Regions from separate parts of the Mus musculus genome. Here all the other regions are linked to region 1. A link is a contact called in public Hi-C and HiChIP or PLAC-seq data. All regions are on one chromosome and are shown on one strand. Each heading gives the region's core, a stretch centred on a gene start, on an enhancer-like site or on the middle of the called end of the contact. The rest is flanking DNA. Distances are from core to core; before and after follow the strand shown.

The links. Hi-C and Micro-C count contacts between places; a contact is called where the count stands out from the background. HiChIP or PLAC-seq counts read pairs in DNA pulled down with a chosen protein or histone mark.
Region 2: an H3K4me3 HiChIP or PLAC-seq map of bone marrow-derived macrophages shows a contact between it and region 1, with 4 times the contacts expected there. The contact joins the enhancer-like site here to the promoter of Fam110b in region 1. A contact is called at or near these places in 7 of 39 promoter capture datasets (the 3T3-L1 cell line, 3T3-L1-derived adipocytes, embryonic stem cells and 2 more), 2 of 484 Hi-C or Micro-C datasets (bone marrow-derived macrophages and myocytes) and 5 of 115 datasets of contacts at active chromatin or transcription factors (SST interneurons, astrocytes, bone marrow-derived macrophages and 2 more).
Region 3: a contact with region 1 is called in a Hi-C map of cortical neurons, with 3 times the contacts expected there. The contact joins the enhancer-like site here to the promoter of Fam110b in region 1. A contact is called at or near these places in 7 of 39 promoter capture datasets (the 3T3-L1 cell line, hippocampal neurons, liver and 3 more), 3 of 484 Hi-C or Micro-C datasets (cerebral cortex and cortical neurons), 3 of 115 datasets of contacts at active chromatin or transcription factors (embryonic forebrain, forebrain and stem cell-derived neural progenitor cells) and 2 of 9 other capture datasets (embryonic stem cells and liver).
Region 4: an H3K4me3 HiChIP or PLAC-seq map of embryonic forebrain shows a contact between it and region 1, with 4 times the contacts expected there. The contact joins the enhancer-like site here to the promoter of Fam110b in region 1. A contact is called at or near these places in 7 of 39 promoter capture datasets (the 3T3-L1 cell line, cranial neural crest, embryonic stem cells and 3 more), 1 of 15 datasets of contacts at CTCF or cohesin (the NIH/3T3 cell line), 1 of 484 Hi-C or Micro-C datasets (nephron progenitors), 7 of 115 datasets of contacts at active chromatin or transcription factors (astrocytes, embryonic basal ganglia, embryonic forebrain and 3 more) and 2 of 9 other capture datasets (adipose tissue and embryonic stem cells).
Region 5: a contact with region 1 is called in a Hi-C map of uterus. The contact joins the enhancer-like site here to the promoter of Fam110b in region 1. A contact is called at or near these places in 2 of 39 promoter capture datasets (the 3T3-L1 cell line and hippocampal neurons) and 2 of 484 Hi-C or Micro-C datasets (cortical neurons and uterus).

The regions. Positions count from the first base shown.
Region 1 is chr4:5,642,775-5,645,514 of GRCm38.p6, forward strand. Fam110b (family with sequence similarity 110, member B) reads left to right here and starts at 1,316. Exons shown (of 3, transcript NM_173426.3): 1 at 1,316-1,636.
Region 2 is chr4:6,057,286-6,060,025 of GRCm38.p6, forward strand. No RefSeq gene overlaps it. Among named protein-coding and RNA genes, the nearest start is that of Ubxn2b, 130 kb to the right of the region's middle. Within about 2 kb of position 1,381, at least 21 of the 459 cell types and tissues checked have an H3K27ac peak or open chromatin away from gene starts, as enhancers often do. A contact at or near this core is called in bone marrow-derived macrophages, where this site is marked.
Region 3 is chr4:6,029,424-6,032,163 of GRCm38.p6, forward strand. No RefSeq gene overlaps it. Among named protein-coding and RNA genes, the nearest start is that of Ubxn2b, 160 kb to the right of the region's middle. Within about 2 kb of position 1,343, at least 5 of the 459 cell types and tissues checked have an H3K27ac peak or open chromatin away from gene starts, as enhancers often do. A contact at or near this core is called in cortical neurons, where this site is marked.
Region 4 is chr4:5,955,744-5,958,483 of GRCm38.p6, forward strand. No RefSeq gene overlaps it. Among named protein-coding and RNA genes, the nearest start is that of Ubxn2b, 230 kb to the right of the region's middle. Within about 2 kb of position 1,363, at least 14 of the 459 cell types and tissues checked have an H3K27ac peak or open chromatin away from gene starts, as enhancers often do. A contact at or near this core is called in embryonic basal ganglia and embryonic forebrain, where this site is marked.
Region 5 is chr4:5,336,204-5,338,943 of GRCm38.p6, forward strand. No RefSeq gene overlaps it. Among named protein-coding and RNA genes, the nearest start is that of 4930423M02Rik, 290 kb to the right of the region's middle. Within about 2 kb of position 1,423, at least 2 of the 459 cell types and tissues checked have an H3K27ac peak or open chromatin away from gene starts, as enhancers often do. A contact at or near this core is called in uterus, where this site is marked.

The DNA.
Region 1 (2,740 bases), core at 66-2,565:
AAGCTACTGGTTGTGTTTCTGATTTCCAAAGCCCAGGGTAATCTTTTATGATTTTATAAGTCAACATTTTGAACCGGAGCCCATTGGAAAACTGAAAGAGCAAGAAGGCAGTTCAGCGGGACATGTCCTCTGAAGCCCCATGCTGATGCTGTGCAGTTCACTTTGCTGATGCTGTGCAGTTCACTTTGCAGATTCGTTAGTTGAGACATGAGTTTTCCTGGCTCCCCTGCTAGTGAAGGTTTCCTTCTGGCTTGCCTTTGTTCTCTGGTGGGGCACACTCTGCTGCTGCAGGCTTACAGGACATATTTAGGAGAAAGAACCTTGATACTTCCTGCGTAGGTCATGACCTCCTTCCTCCCATCTCTATTTCCAGAGTAAAGATATTCTTTACTTGGCTGTCCGGGACACTCAAATGGAAGTTTGCATCTCAGTCACACACAGTGGGGAAGTGGCAAGGCTTAAAAGAAGGAATGGAACAAGCAAGTGCAGAGGTGGGGTCTGTTTGGGCTGGAAACTGGCTGCGTTTGCTATAATAATGATGACAAATAGCTTCAGTCCACCGACAGGGATTTTGGAGTAGGCATAGAGGCTGACAAGGACCCTGTTTGCATGCCAACCTTCACTCAAAGCCCAGCATTACATCACATGCTAACACAATACTCTTGCAAATAGCCAGAGATTTGTTGTAGCTATCTGATTTTTAGTTGATAATTTCTGAACTACAGGGAATCAAAAGTTGCATAATTTAAATATGTATAGATGGCCTTTCCGCAAAACTCATACAAATGCCATTACATTTCATAGTACTAAGGGTTAAAAATAGAGAAATTTTGCTTGATAGATTTTTTTTGGGGGGGAGGGGCAAGGAATATATATTGTGATTCCCCTAATCTCCTTTAAATTCGGTTATTTTGATATACGTGCATTTTAATTTTTAGACTTCCCACTAGCAAAACTCATTTAGAACATACTTAGTCTTTCTAAAATGCTTCCTGCCCACGGAGAAAACCCTATTACTAACCACATGTGAGGTAGGAGACTTGGCAAGATCTTCAAGAAGGGGCTATCAGAAAAGCTCATCACATCTGCCCACATGTTCTAGGAACCAGCACAGCCTGATGTGCACTGTCCTGGGGTGGAAGAGTCACATCCCAGAGCATCAAGGCTTAGGAGCAGTGGGGGAGTAGGGCACAGGGTGGGCGTGGGGCTGATGGGGGTGGGGCCAAGGCGCAGGTGGGCGGGGTGGAGGAGAAGGAGGAAGAGTGCGGGTGCGGAGGGGGTGGGGCGGGAAGGTAGGCTGGGGGCGGGGCGCTCTGGGGGCGTGCCGGCTGCGCAGAGACACGCGCTCTGGGCCGCAGCAACTGGCTCCAAGTTCCCTCCCTCGCTCTCCTGCGGAGCCTGCCTGAGCCCGCCCCTTCGGTGCGGAGGAGCAAACGCGGCCCCGGTCAGCTCAGCCCTCCGTTGCCGCCCGATCCGGGCCGGTTCGGCTAACCCGGTCCATTCCGAGCCGGCGGCGAGGACCCGGCGGCCACTTCATCCCGGCCTGCAGTGCATCGCCGGGCCCAAGCTCCTCCTCGCGGTCTCCCGAGCCTGGTGCCTGGCCTGGCCGCCTTGCAGGGGCCGGAGTGCGGCCAAGGTAAACGGGGGCGCTGGCGGGTGGGGAGTACCTCTCAGGGTCCCGCTCCGGCCGGGCCTGGGCACCGAGGAGCCTGGCCCGCTGTCCGCCCTGCGCTCGGCTGCACGCCCCGGGCCGGGGATGAGGCCCAGGCTCGGAAGGAGCGCTGACTGCTGGGGAGAAGGTGGGCGAGGACGCGGCGGCCCCCAGCCCCACTCCGTGCTGCATCCCCACCCAGGTCATCCCGTGGGCGCGTCACTGTGCTGTCAGTTCCTGCGGGAATGCAGATCCCGGGGCTCTGAAAGTTTGTTTGCCCCCACCGCCTCCTCCCTCCAGTCCTCCCACAGCTCGGTTGTCTGTTTTCTTTGAAAGCATGAGGGTTGGAAATAGAATAAAATTGGTCCTGGCTCACTCGTGCCCCTGTCACTTAGCGGTGCTCAGAACTTGGCGACAATGCTAGGCTGTGAGAAGCTGGTGTCTGTGCTGCCCTCCTTTTGTTATAGCAAGGAGCCTGATGGTGACAAGTCTTTCCGTGGTGGCCAGCAAAGAAGGAAGAGGGGATAACTTTGCCTTATTACTTCCCAAAGTGGGAATAAAACCACCGGACTCCCAGCTTTTTTGACCCTTTAAAGTTGCTATTCAGATTTATTGACAGTCACCACATTCTCTTCCAAGAAAGAACAGGCATTCTTTCTTGCCTAAGATTCAGGTTTCCCCCCACAGCCAAGTTATGTCCTGTGCAAATCTGGCGCACATCTGTGACAACAGTGCATGGCTGGCTTGTGAGGACTGCCGAGTCTATTTTTGCAGAGAGGAATATGATAGCAGAATCAGCATTTTTTTCTGTATGAATAATATGACTTCCATTTTCATTTCCTCTCTTGGTGTGAAAGAGTTATTTAGCTTCCACCATCTAAGTCATGCGAAAGCACCTGTGCTGTTGATGTTATTATTAGCATCGTTTATTATTGTTGTTATTATTATCATCATTATTATTACTGTTGTATTTGTATTCACTTTGTGGTATTGAGACCTGGTCATTCAAATGAAGCATTTATTAAGCAGTTATTTTAAGATAAGGGCAGGCATGTTGATGGTAACGTGCCATTGATTTACCCCATTACA
Region 2 (2,740 bases), core at 131-2,630, 410 kb after region 1:
TTACCCAACAAGTATAATAATGCTCATATGAACCAAATTTTACACCAGAAATTAAATGTGATTCATCCAATTCTCCAAATCACAGGTACTACTAATAAATATGATGCCAGTTAAGATTATAAAATACTGCTCTCTAGAAACTAGCTATTCTAATTGCACAGTTCACTGAGATATACAGACTTCTGAGCTGGTTAATTTTGCCATGTGACTTTTTATAACTTGCAAATTCTTTATAATAAAATTTTAATTAAAATTAAAAATAAGATACTGATCCTCAAGCTTATAGAGGTAGACCTTTGGTAGGACTTACACTTTCGCAGGGCATTCTCTAGGCTCCACCCCCACAGACTTAGAACACATCTGTGTATGGCACAGATGACCCAGATGAGACCCCCCAAAAAAGCATATTACCGATAAGCTTTGATAAACGTCACCTTGGGGTAGGAGTTATTCACCAAAAAGTTGAAGGCAGTGTGAAATCAGATGGGCCAACACATTATTTTAGCCAGCAGAGAAATAAGTGGCCAGTAAGTTGAAACAGATATGACTTTATCTTCTCCATAATACTCTGTCCAACAACTCTATAGTGACCCTTCCACGTACCTGAATATAACAATACCTTTCAGTCACAAAGTTCTGTCAACTGACAATGATAAAGTCAATGTCAAACTAACTCAATTCAAAGTAAGCAGCCAAAGAAAACACCACAGGCCTGGTCACAGGAAGCCAGGAGGTCATGAATGACTATTGCCACATCTGCTGCATTAACCACAAAAGTTCTTATTTTAGACTCAAAGTGAAAGAATGACTTCAGGCCTCATAAAGAATACATTGAAGAGAGAAAAGTTGTTTGAATGCTGTATCTGGAGAGGTCCTGCTAAGATAAAAGGCCCTATTCCACGTTTATTTTGCTGGCAGAGGACAGGGTAAGCAGTGAGGCAGGGCTGTAATTCATCCATAAGTGTACAGGAGAACTGAACCAAGGGGAATGTGGAATAGAAAGCCTTGCATAGGGAGAGTAATAAGCTATACTTCCAGAAAAATTGCAGTACAAGTGATATGAAAATGGGTTTGATTCAGTATATTGATGTTTTGAATTTTATAAGATCCAACTTTTGAATTTTGTGACTGGAAAGGTGCAAAGTAAATTCGAAGTCAGTACTCCATCATTCCATCTCCCTTGTGCTAGCTAGGTTTTATGTCAGCTTGACACTAACTAGGATCTGAAAAGAGGGAATCTTAAGAGAGAAAACACATTCATAGGATTCGCCTATATGGAAGTGTGTAGGCATTTTCTTGATTGATGATTGCTGTGGGAGGGCCAGTTCAATGTGGGCAGAGCTACCTCTGGGCATGTGGCTTCAGGCTGAGCAAAAAAGCAGATTGAGGAAGCCATGAGTGAAAAAAGAGTAAATGGCTCTCTTCCACAGCTTCTGCTTCACTTCCTGTCTCCGGGTTCCTACCTTGGGGTCCTGCACTGACTTTCCTGGATGATGGACTATGATGTGGATGCTTAAGTGAAGTAAAGTACTGTATTCATCAAGTATCTTTTGGTCATCTTGTTTTATCACAGCAACTAAAACTCTGAGATACTCCTAGGCAAGCAAAGGAAGACAATAACAAAAACAGGTAGCTACATGCAATCTTCATGGGGAGCACTGGGAAGCCAGTATGTTACAGTATGTTATATTATGTAACAGTACCAAGCCAAGAAGATAAAGTGTACAAGAAATATTAATCCAACCACATAAGAGTCTTGCTGGCTCTGCTCTACAGAGACACTTGTCTTCTTGTAGCAAATATAACTAATGGTTCAGCATCTCTATGAACCTGTAACCATGCGTTTAAAATAGTCTATAAATAAAAGCCTATCACTAATTAGTATAGAACAGCGGAATACCAGTCTGATAAAAATCCTCTTGAGGAAGATTATATTTAAATTAAGCAGCCAATTCTTAGTTATCTGAAGGAGTATAAAAGCAAACAAACAAAATCAAAAATAGTTGCCATTTGGCTTTTGATACTTACATTAATTTTATAGTTATATCTTACCACTATTGTTCCTAGAAAAATACATTGCAAGGTTTTCTTTTCACTCTTTTATTCTGACTACATCTATGTCCACAGTGCATAGGAATGGGCCAAAGGAAAATGTATCAAGATAAATACTACTGAGGTACATGTGTATGTGTTCATATACATGCATGCATATTGGAGGACAAATGTTTAAGTCAAATGTTCTCCTCAATTATTCTTCTCATTCACTGGGACAAGTTCTCTCACTGGACCTGTTGCTAGCAAAATCATCTAGACTGCCAATTCAAGAATCCTCCTGCCTCCATTACTGTGGGAAGCCACATGTGCCATTGCAGGGTGGCGCTGGCTTCTGCTGGCCACCAAGCATACATAGGCAGTAAAGTTTTTTTTTTTTTTTTGCCAAGATGAGGTTTTGAGAATTAACCAATCAGATTAGAGACAAGTTAACCAATCAGATTAGAGACAAGTTAACCAATCAGATGAGAGACATGTTAACCAATCAGATGTGAGACATGCAAATGAGGTGGTAAGCATAACCCATGCATAACCAATCCAGGTGTGAGACATGCCTCTCCTAGGCCTATATAAGCAGCACCAGTTCTGGGCTTGGGGTCTCTTCGCCTCTGTAATCAAGCTCTCCCAATAAACATGTGCAGAAGGATCCTGTTGCAGCGTTGTTCTGGCTGGTAAGCAAGGGCGTGCG
Region 3 (2,740 bases), core at 93-2,592, 390 kb after region 1:
GTCATCTGAGAAGAAGGAACCTCAATTGCAAAAATATCTACGTAAGAGTAGCCTACAGGCAAACCTTTTGGGGATTTTCTTGATCGATAATTGGTTTAGAAGGTTCCAGCACATTGTGGGCAGTTCTATCTCTGGGAGGATGGACCTGAGGTAGATGAGCATGTAAACTGACCAAACCATGAGTAGCAAGCCAGTAAAGACATTCCTCCATGGTTTCTATTTCAGTTCCTGACTACAGGATCTTTTCTTGAGCTCCAGCTCAACGTCGCTTAGTGATGGACAGGTGAGATGAAGTAAATCTTTGCCTCCCCTCGCTGCTTTTGGTTGTGGTGTTTGATCACAGCAATAGAAACCCTATGACAGCCATGACCATAATCACTGCAATATCAACCTAACTGGAAGAGAAGTTGGTCCCAGTTCCATGACATTGCTGTGACAAAGCTAGTCATGTTCATTTGGGAAGGATTGGGGAAATATTTGTAAAGTTGAGTTGCAAATGTACTGAGTACTCAGAGTTTCATGAGCTGTTGTGGGGACTTGGAAAATAGAAATGCTAAGAGCAATGTAGATGATGGAGACCAGGATTACGAAGCTTCAGAAGGAAGCAAAGACTTGACCAGAGCTAATGTAAGACTCTGTGCTTTCTTGTTAACTACAGCCGAGAATGCAGCTACAATAAACGAGAGCCCAGCATCACTGAACGTGAAGCCATTGCGTTACCGGAACGACAGCTTTCCTAGGACGCATGAGTGCTACTTTTTCACTAACTATAGGTTTTTGACCCAGTCTTCTGTTCTTCTCTGAAAGTAAAGTTTTTCGAGTTATCCAAGGCCAGAATCGTCCCTGCTTCCATGTAGCTTCGCTGCCTTAAATTTCAGTCCCAAATTTCTAACAACCCGCTTTCTGTGTTGCCCCATGATGCCCTTGATATGTGGCCACCAGCATTTTAGGCTAAGTAATCCCAGTTTTCTAGAGTCTTAGTGATTTTTGATACTGAACTTAAGCTGTCAGTGCCTGATGGTTTGTGTTTCTTTCCTTCAGTTCTCTCTTAATCACATATAACCTAACTTTTCATCCACTCTATGCCACCAAAACTGTTCTGGACATTGTCACCAGGGACTTACTGTGTCCAGGCTATTTCTGGGTCTCTTGTTACTTGGCAGATGGTGGTATTTGATGCATATATCAGCCACCTGGTGACTCCTTCACTCATCATCAGTCTCCTTTTGTATCCTCCCACAAAGCTATGGGCTGTGACTTCTGTGTGTATTTACTCTGTGATTCAAGATTCATGCTTCTGGATGTCATTGATGCTAATGGTGTGAGCATGCATATTCATTCCTGCTTGAAATAGACTCAGATATTCTTTTTCCCCCTGTAGAATGGAACTGAGATTGCAGGAATCCATTCAGTATTCATTTCATTCAGCTAGAAAACATTAATTCAATTCAGGCAGATTGTCATCCTAAAATTTGGACTCATATATCCAATTATTTCCTCAAAAATCTCAACTGTTGCGATAAAACGTTGACATTTCAGACCTGACAGTTTCAAAATAACAGCCCTTATATCCTTACCTTTAAAATGGTGGGAATGTCTGAGCCCTCTCCTGTTCAGTGAGCAACCCCTCTGTGTTTGATGTGGTTTTAGGCTAAAGCCTCCAGTCATCTCTGACACATCTCAGGGCTTCCTTGCTGCATCACTCTGAACCTTTCAAATTTATTTTCAAAAACCACCCTGAAGGCATTCACTTTCTAATCTCTTTTGCTGTCACCAGGTACACCTGTTACTGTCTGTTTTCGGGCTTTTTAAAATAACTTCTTTTCTGTTCTACTTCTAATCCTGATTGTGCCTTTTCTGGTATCTACATATTAACTGCATTTGGCATTTTTAAAATCACAAGTCACAAATGTCACTTTGCATAGACTCTGAAGGACTTCCATTCTCAATTCAAGAAAGTCCATACAAACACACAGCACGTGAACTATTACACACACACACACACACACACACCTACAAACTTAGCTCTAGGGCCCAGAGTTTTCAAGACTCATACTTTGAAAGACATAAAACTCAACTTCATTGAGCCTAAAATATTTTATTATTAATCATATCTAAGAGTATACATGTACACATGAGTACAGTTGCCCACAGAAGACAGAATATCACACAAGTACCCCTGGGGATTGAGTTACGGGGGCTATTGGGTAGCCCAGAATGGATGTTGGATACGACCCTGTGGTAGTACTACAAGGGCAGTACATGCTTTTAATTGCTAAGCTGTCTCAATATTCTCAAAGACCAATTCTTTTTAAATTCCTATCAGTAAGCATGGCTTGAGATTTGACATCTACATATTCTCCTAAAATGCTAAGTTTTATGGATGAATATCAAGTTCTTCAGCAGCCCAGGACTGACTCATCAGAGTCCATGGTTGGCTATTAAAGAAGTTCCCTTTTTCTGGGATCTCATGAGTCCCACACCACAGCTGCCGCCTTCCATCGTTATACTGCATACTCTGTCCTAGCCTCCCTGAGACAGAGCAGCAAATCATCCCCAGGAGAATTTCCCAGCATGCATGCCTCACAGCTGCTTGTTCTAACACTTAATCTTACAGGGAAAGATGAAACCATTTGATCTCAAACATAGTCATCTCTTCATCAGCAAGCATGTGAGTAAGTGTAAAAAAAAAACAAAAAAAAAAAAAAAAAAGAAAAAAGAATCATAAACTGTTAGAGTC
Region 4 (2,740 bases), core at 113-2,612, 310 kb after region 1:
TTTATCTGTTACATTCATTTATCCGCATGTATTTTAGACAGCCCAGAAATTCTATTGCTTTTATATCCCCATTTAAGTTTTATCTGATATATGTTTTAAAAACTAATTTTAAGACTACATACTAATTGGAATTGAGTATTTTATGTTTATTGTCAGCTGTTAAGTTTTAAGACAGAACTTAAATCAGTACACCCCACACTTCATGTTTTATAAAAGCACAGCTCAAGAAACTCATTGAGCTGAAAAGTAATGAGAAGGTAAAATTCTTTCTGAATCAGATGATCATAAGCAACAATACACCCATGGGTCTATGAATGTATGCATGAATTCACCTATTTAGAAAGCTTACTCTGATATTTCATTTTGCTTCTGTTTTGTCACTATGTTTCTACAAATCTCTATGACCAAGACAGTTTCAAATATTGTTATTTTCACAACAATGTATCTTAAAATTATATAAATGCAAGAAATCAAAGTACCTAAACTGGTTCGCCTTGGAGTATAAGATTTGAATAGAATTGCAGATTCTTGCATGGTCTCAAATCTAAAAAAATAAGATAAAATAAATTTGCCTCTAGACCTAGCCCCCTGTGATTGGGCAATACCAGCATGGGACAGTCTTAGTCATCCACTGGGCTGTAGTCTGCTGCTGTGATAATCTGGCTGTGATCAAAGAACCAACTCTTGTGTTCTTTAAAGAAAAAGACCCAAAGGACCTCAACACACAGTACATGAAACAGTCCCCACTTGTCCCATTCCCTCCCTAAGAATTTCCTTCATTTCCTCTAATTCCAAACATAGACTGCTGTTTCTTCTCTCAGGGGCTCAAGTCCTTGGCTGTGTAAAGGAGCCCACGGTTCTGTATTACAGTGAATAGAACTGAATGCTCAGCATTGCCAGGCTGCAATCCAGTTTTTTTCATATATTAAAAATGAAAAAGTTCTAAGAAAATAAAACATGTTGGAGAAAAGCGAGTGGGGGATATAGAAAGAAGGGAAAAAAGGAAGAGGAGAGAGGTGGGGCATCAATTTACAAAGACAACCTTGGCTTGCTGCTGACACAGTTACTTTTCCTCCAAGTCACTGCAAAAGAATTTCAGGGACCTTACTTGATCCTGCCAATCTGCTACAGAAAAATACCTCTCATATTTAATTTATAAATACCATTCTCTTGAGCTTACACAAAACCAAAGTCATTTATTTTTTACGTTTTCTTCAGCTTCATAGGAGTGAGTTGTCCAGCTTTTCTCTCATTGAAGTTACTGTTCAAGCTTTCCTTCTCCCCACCCCTATGTTTTCCGTGGACCTGCTCTGTGTTAATATCTTTAGAAATTAAACAGAAGCAGCAGAAGCATGCTAAACACATTGATTACCAAGTAAAATGGTTCCCCTGGTAACCATAACCCAATGAAAGCCCTTGGAGCTGCCTTTTTTTCTCAGACGATTATTTTTCCCCAGTGATTTCAAGAATCACAGATGGCAGAAGCAGACAAGAATGTACCTGATACAACTATGTTGCTACAGAAATAAAGCTGATTCAATGAGAGGTGTTCTGTCCTATACTGTGGTAGACAGTTGTAGTATAAGTTTTTTAAAAGAAACATATTTATTCTTTCTATGTACATGTATCTCTCTGTGTTTAAATGAATGGTACTTGGGTGTGGGTTCCCAAAGAGGTGAAAAAAAGGATAAGCTGGAGTTCACATCCACCCAACAGTGCTAGGAACTGAACTCAGGGCCTGAAATGCATCCATCCTGATGTGCTTTGCACTATGTGTCCACAGATTGGCTTTCTGCAGCTGCTATTTAAATCATCACAATTGTTGTGACTTACAAAAAAAACATGCATTGAGCTATTTATCTGTAGAGCAGAAATCTATAAAATCATGGGGCAGTAATGCTACACTCCTTTATAGATACTGGGAGAGAATCTTTCTTGTCTTTTCAGAATCTAGGAGCTGATAGCATTTCTCCGCTTTTTAGAGATTTTATTTTTTTATACTTATCAACTTCATCCCATTTCTCATCCTCCATCTTGTCACAGAATAGCTTGGAAGAGGTCTTTGTTTTAATGACTTCCAAATTTCTTGGGCTTTTTCTAGAAATATGTAAAGAAATGTCTAATTACCTGAGGTATGGCAGTGGCAACAGACCAAACTAACTCCCCTACCTTAGTAAACCATTATGTTTACTTAAGTTACTTACAGTAGTAACTTCATGAGAGAAAGGTTGTTTATAGGTGCCTGGATGACTCAAATTCAGATGGATCACCAAAAATCTTACCTCAGCCTGGGTGACAACTTGCAAAAGTTTATATCCCTGAATTTCCCTGCATGTCATGCAGGGAGCTTAACAGATTGGATGGGTAGCCTCCTCTCTTCAATAGTTCTTCCTTCTTATAAAACCTTGGGGAGGGAAATTGTGCCTCTTCTAAGTTTCAGGAACATCCTGAAACTTGTGAGTTGTCTTCCTGGGGTTCATAAGTCTTGGTTACTTAAGTCCCACAGATACCTATCAAATGACTCATTTTTGGCAGTTACATACACACACATTTTCATCATATTCAACCCTATTATAGTCTCTAATGGCCACTCCTGCCATGCCTCTTCTAAACTAGTTCACTTCTGTTTTAGTTAGGATTTCTTTGCTGTAAAGAGATACCATGGCCACCACAACTCCTATAAAGAAAACATTTAATTAGAGCTGACTTACAGTTTCAGAGGCTTAGTCCATTGTTATTA
Region 5 (2,740 bases), core at 173-2,672, 310 kb before region 1:
TCGCAGCATGGAATAGCAGAGATATTTTGAAAGAAATTAGCAATGTACCATTTCTAGTCTTCCTCACTGACATGAAAGGCAGAGACTGCCTTGAGGTGGGCTCCTCCCATATAAAAACCTGTGTCTGGAGCATCAAATGCCCACCCAGTTCACCATCCTCCAAGTGGTTTCTCAGCATACCACTCCACTCAATCCAATCATCAGCTAGTCATAAATCCCTCACAATAGGACATTGGCTGAACCTGATGCAGAATCTGGAGACAAAACCTGTATTGTATTCATGCTAAAACTCCTGAAGTTCAGGTGAGAGTGTGTTATTCATTGTAGTGTTTGAGGTCATTTTCATGTCAAAGACTCACATCTAATCACAGGCTGATTTACAAGACATTGTAAACATGTCTACTTTATATGTAAATAAGTTACAATATCATAAATGCCATTCTCTAGGATTTACTGTGTGCCAGGCCCTGTCATAAATTTTCTACATGGATTATTAACTCATTTAGTTATCATAATAACCCACAGAGATGTTAACTAACTCCCCCCCAAGTCATACAGTAAGTCTAAATGGGATTTTCCTACAGGCATTGACTCCATAGTGCATTCTGTGCAACCACAGCCACCTTGGTCCACATGGTCCTACCCAGTGTTAGAGAGCTCTCCTAGTGGGAATGAAGCCCACGGTTCTGTCTCTTCTTCCTTCCTCTCTCTCTCTCTCTCTCTCTCTCTCTCTCTCTCTCTCTCTCTCTCTCTCCCTCCCTCTCTCTCTCCCTCTCCCTCTCCCTCTCTCTCTCTTTCTCTCTCTTTCTCTCTCTTTCTCTCTCTCTCTCTCTCACACACACACGCACACGCACACTTGCACTACTTCCTTTATCTTCTCCAGAATTCTGTGTTCTGAAGATCAGAATCTGTGAAGGTAGTTAAAAAAAATTCACAATAAAAACTTATTCCAAAAATCTAAGTCAGGGTAGAGCTATCAGATCCAAACTCTGGTTGATTGTTGGAAAACTTAGGCTGGCGTGGTATTAGCATAGGCGGGTACCACACACCTACATTATAGTCTCCTATTTCCCAGCCTGCCTCTAAAGTCTTCTCTTCAACAAGGTATCATAAAACCTTGTGAGCACAGACTGAAGGAGAGGTGGGAGTGGTCTCTATTGTTGCTCTTTTGGACACCCTTAGGCCTCCAGTGTTTACAATAAATAAAAATGACACAGTGACTATTTGTTGGATGTACTATAAATGAAAGAGTAGTTTTGTTTTGTTTTGTTTTGTTTGTTTTGTTTTATGGTAGAAATTCAGTGGTGAGATCATTTTTACTCTATCACTAGAACTTTTTCTTAGGAAAACATGAACACTATCGCCTTCTAGATCTCACAGATTGGTTTGTTTAGGCCAGAAGCTCCAGCCACCATCTGTTCCTTGACAGCATGGATAGTTTATTCATACTCTTGCCTATTCATCTGTTTTGTGTCTCCCTTTGCCCATTCCTCACTTACAATAAACAAAATCCTATCATTGTGTGATGGAAGCCAGTCCTCCAAATCCTCTTGGACTGGGGACAAGGGTGTTTGCTCAAGGGGAGGGAAGTGAAAGATGGAAAGAATAAAAGGCATATCATGTAGTTAGAACACATAGAGGATGGGGGAGATGACTAAGTCAATGGAGTGTTTAACATATAATCTTGAGGTCGTGAGTTCAATGGCCATAATCCATGTAAAACAGTCCTGTATAATTATGTAATCCTAAAGCCAGGGAGGTTAAGACTGGCCAACTCTTGGGACATGCTGGACAGCTAGTCTAGCTGAACTGGTGAGCTCTGGGTTCATTGAAAAAGAAAGAGGCTATGTGTGATTGATGAATACACTTGACATTGACCTCTAACCTATACATGGATACACGTGTGTACATTCACAGGTGCACATCAAAAATAAAACCCATAGAAGACGACTAATCACAATTAACCATGGTGTTCTACGTGTGTCTGACTTTCAGTAGTCGTTTGGAGTCCAAGCTCAGCAGTGTAGAGGAAAAGTCCATTCATCTAAAGATTTCTAACATCTGCCACACTTTTCACATTGTTTGCAAAATATCTTATTTTGCCTCATTAATTCAAAGTAAGAATTTGTGGAAATTTACAATTTTGTTTGTTCGTTTGTTCATTTGTTTGTTTTATTTTTCTGATAAAAGAGATAACATTTTCCCATGATCACAGGAACATGGGGGAAGACATCAGTAAGTTCTTATTATTATTACTGTCCCCAGTTGCTGACTTAAAAGAATATCTATGCTAGATATGAAGAATCAAGAACAAAGAATCCAGTATATCTGGAAATGCAGAAGAAAGACTCAGGGAAGCCTTGGTCAAGGCTTGGTGAATCACCTGGTGTGATATTTCTTCTCATGAAGAGCAGGTGGGGACTCAAAAGAGGAGAATTAGTTGCTCTCAGATCAGAGACCATTTCACTATTTTAGTACTGACTTTGATGTGGTGCCATGCCAGTCTACAGCCCATATCTGAGAAGGAGATCTGTGTTACTCATAACTTCTGTATCTGGGACTAGGCATTGGGAACCACCTCCTGGAAGCACCATGGTTTCCAGAAAAGTAACTCCCCAGCTATGAGAGAAGAAGATGAAGGAGCAAAGAGCTTGTGTCATGAGAAAAGCAGTGACCGAGTAGCTTAGAGGATGTTTCTGCACTCCTGGACTTTTTTCTTAAAGCAGCAAAATCACAATCA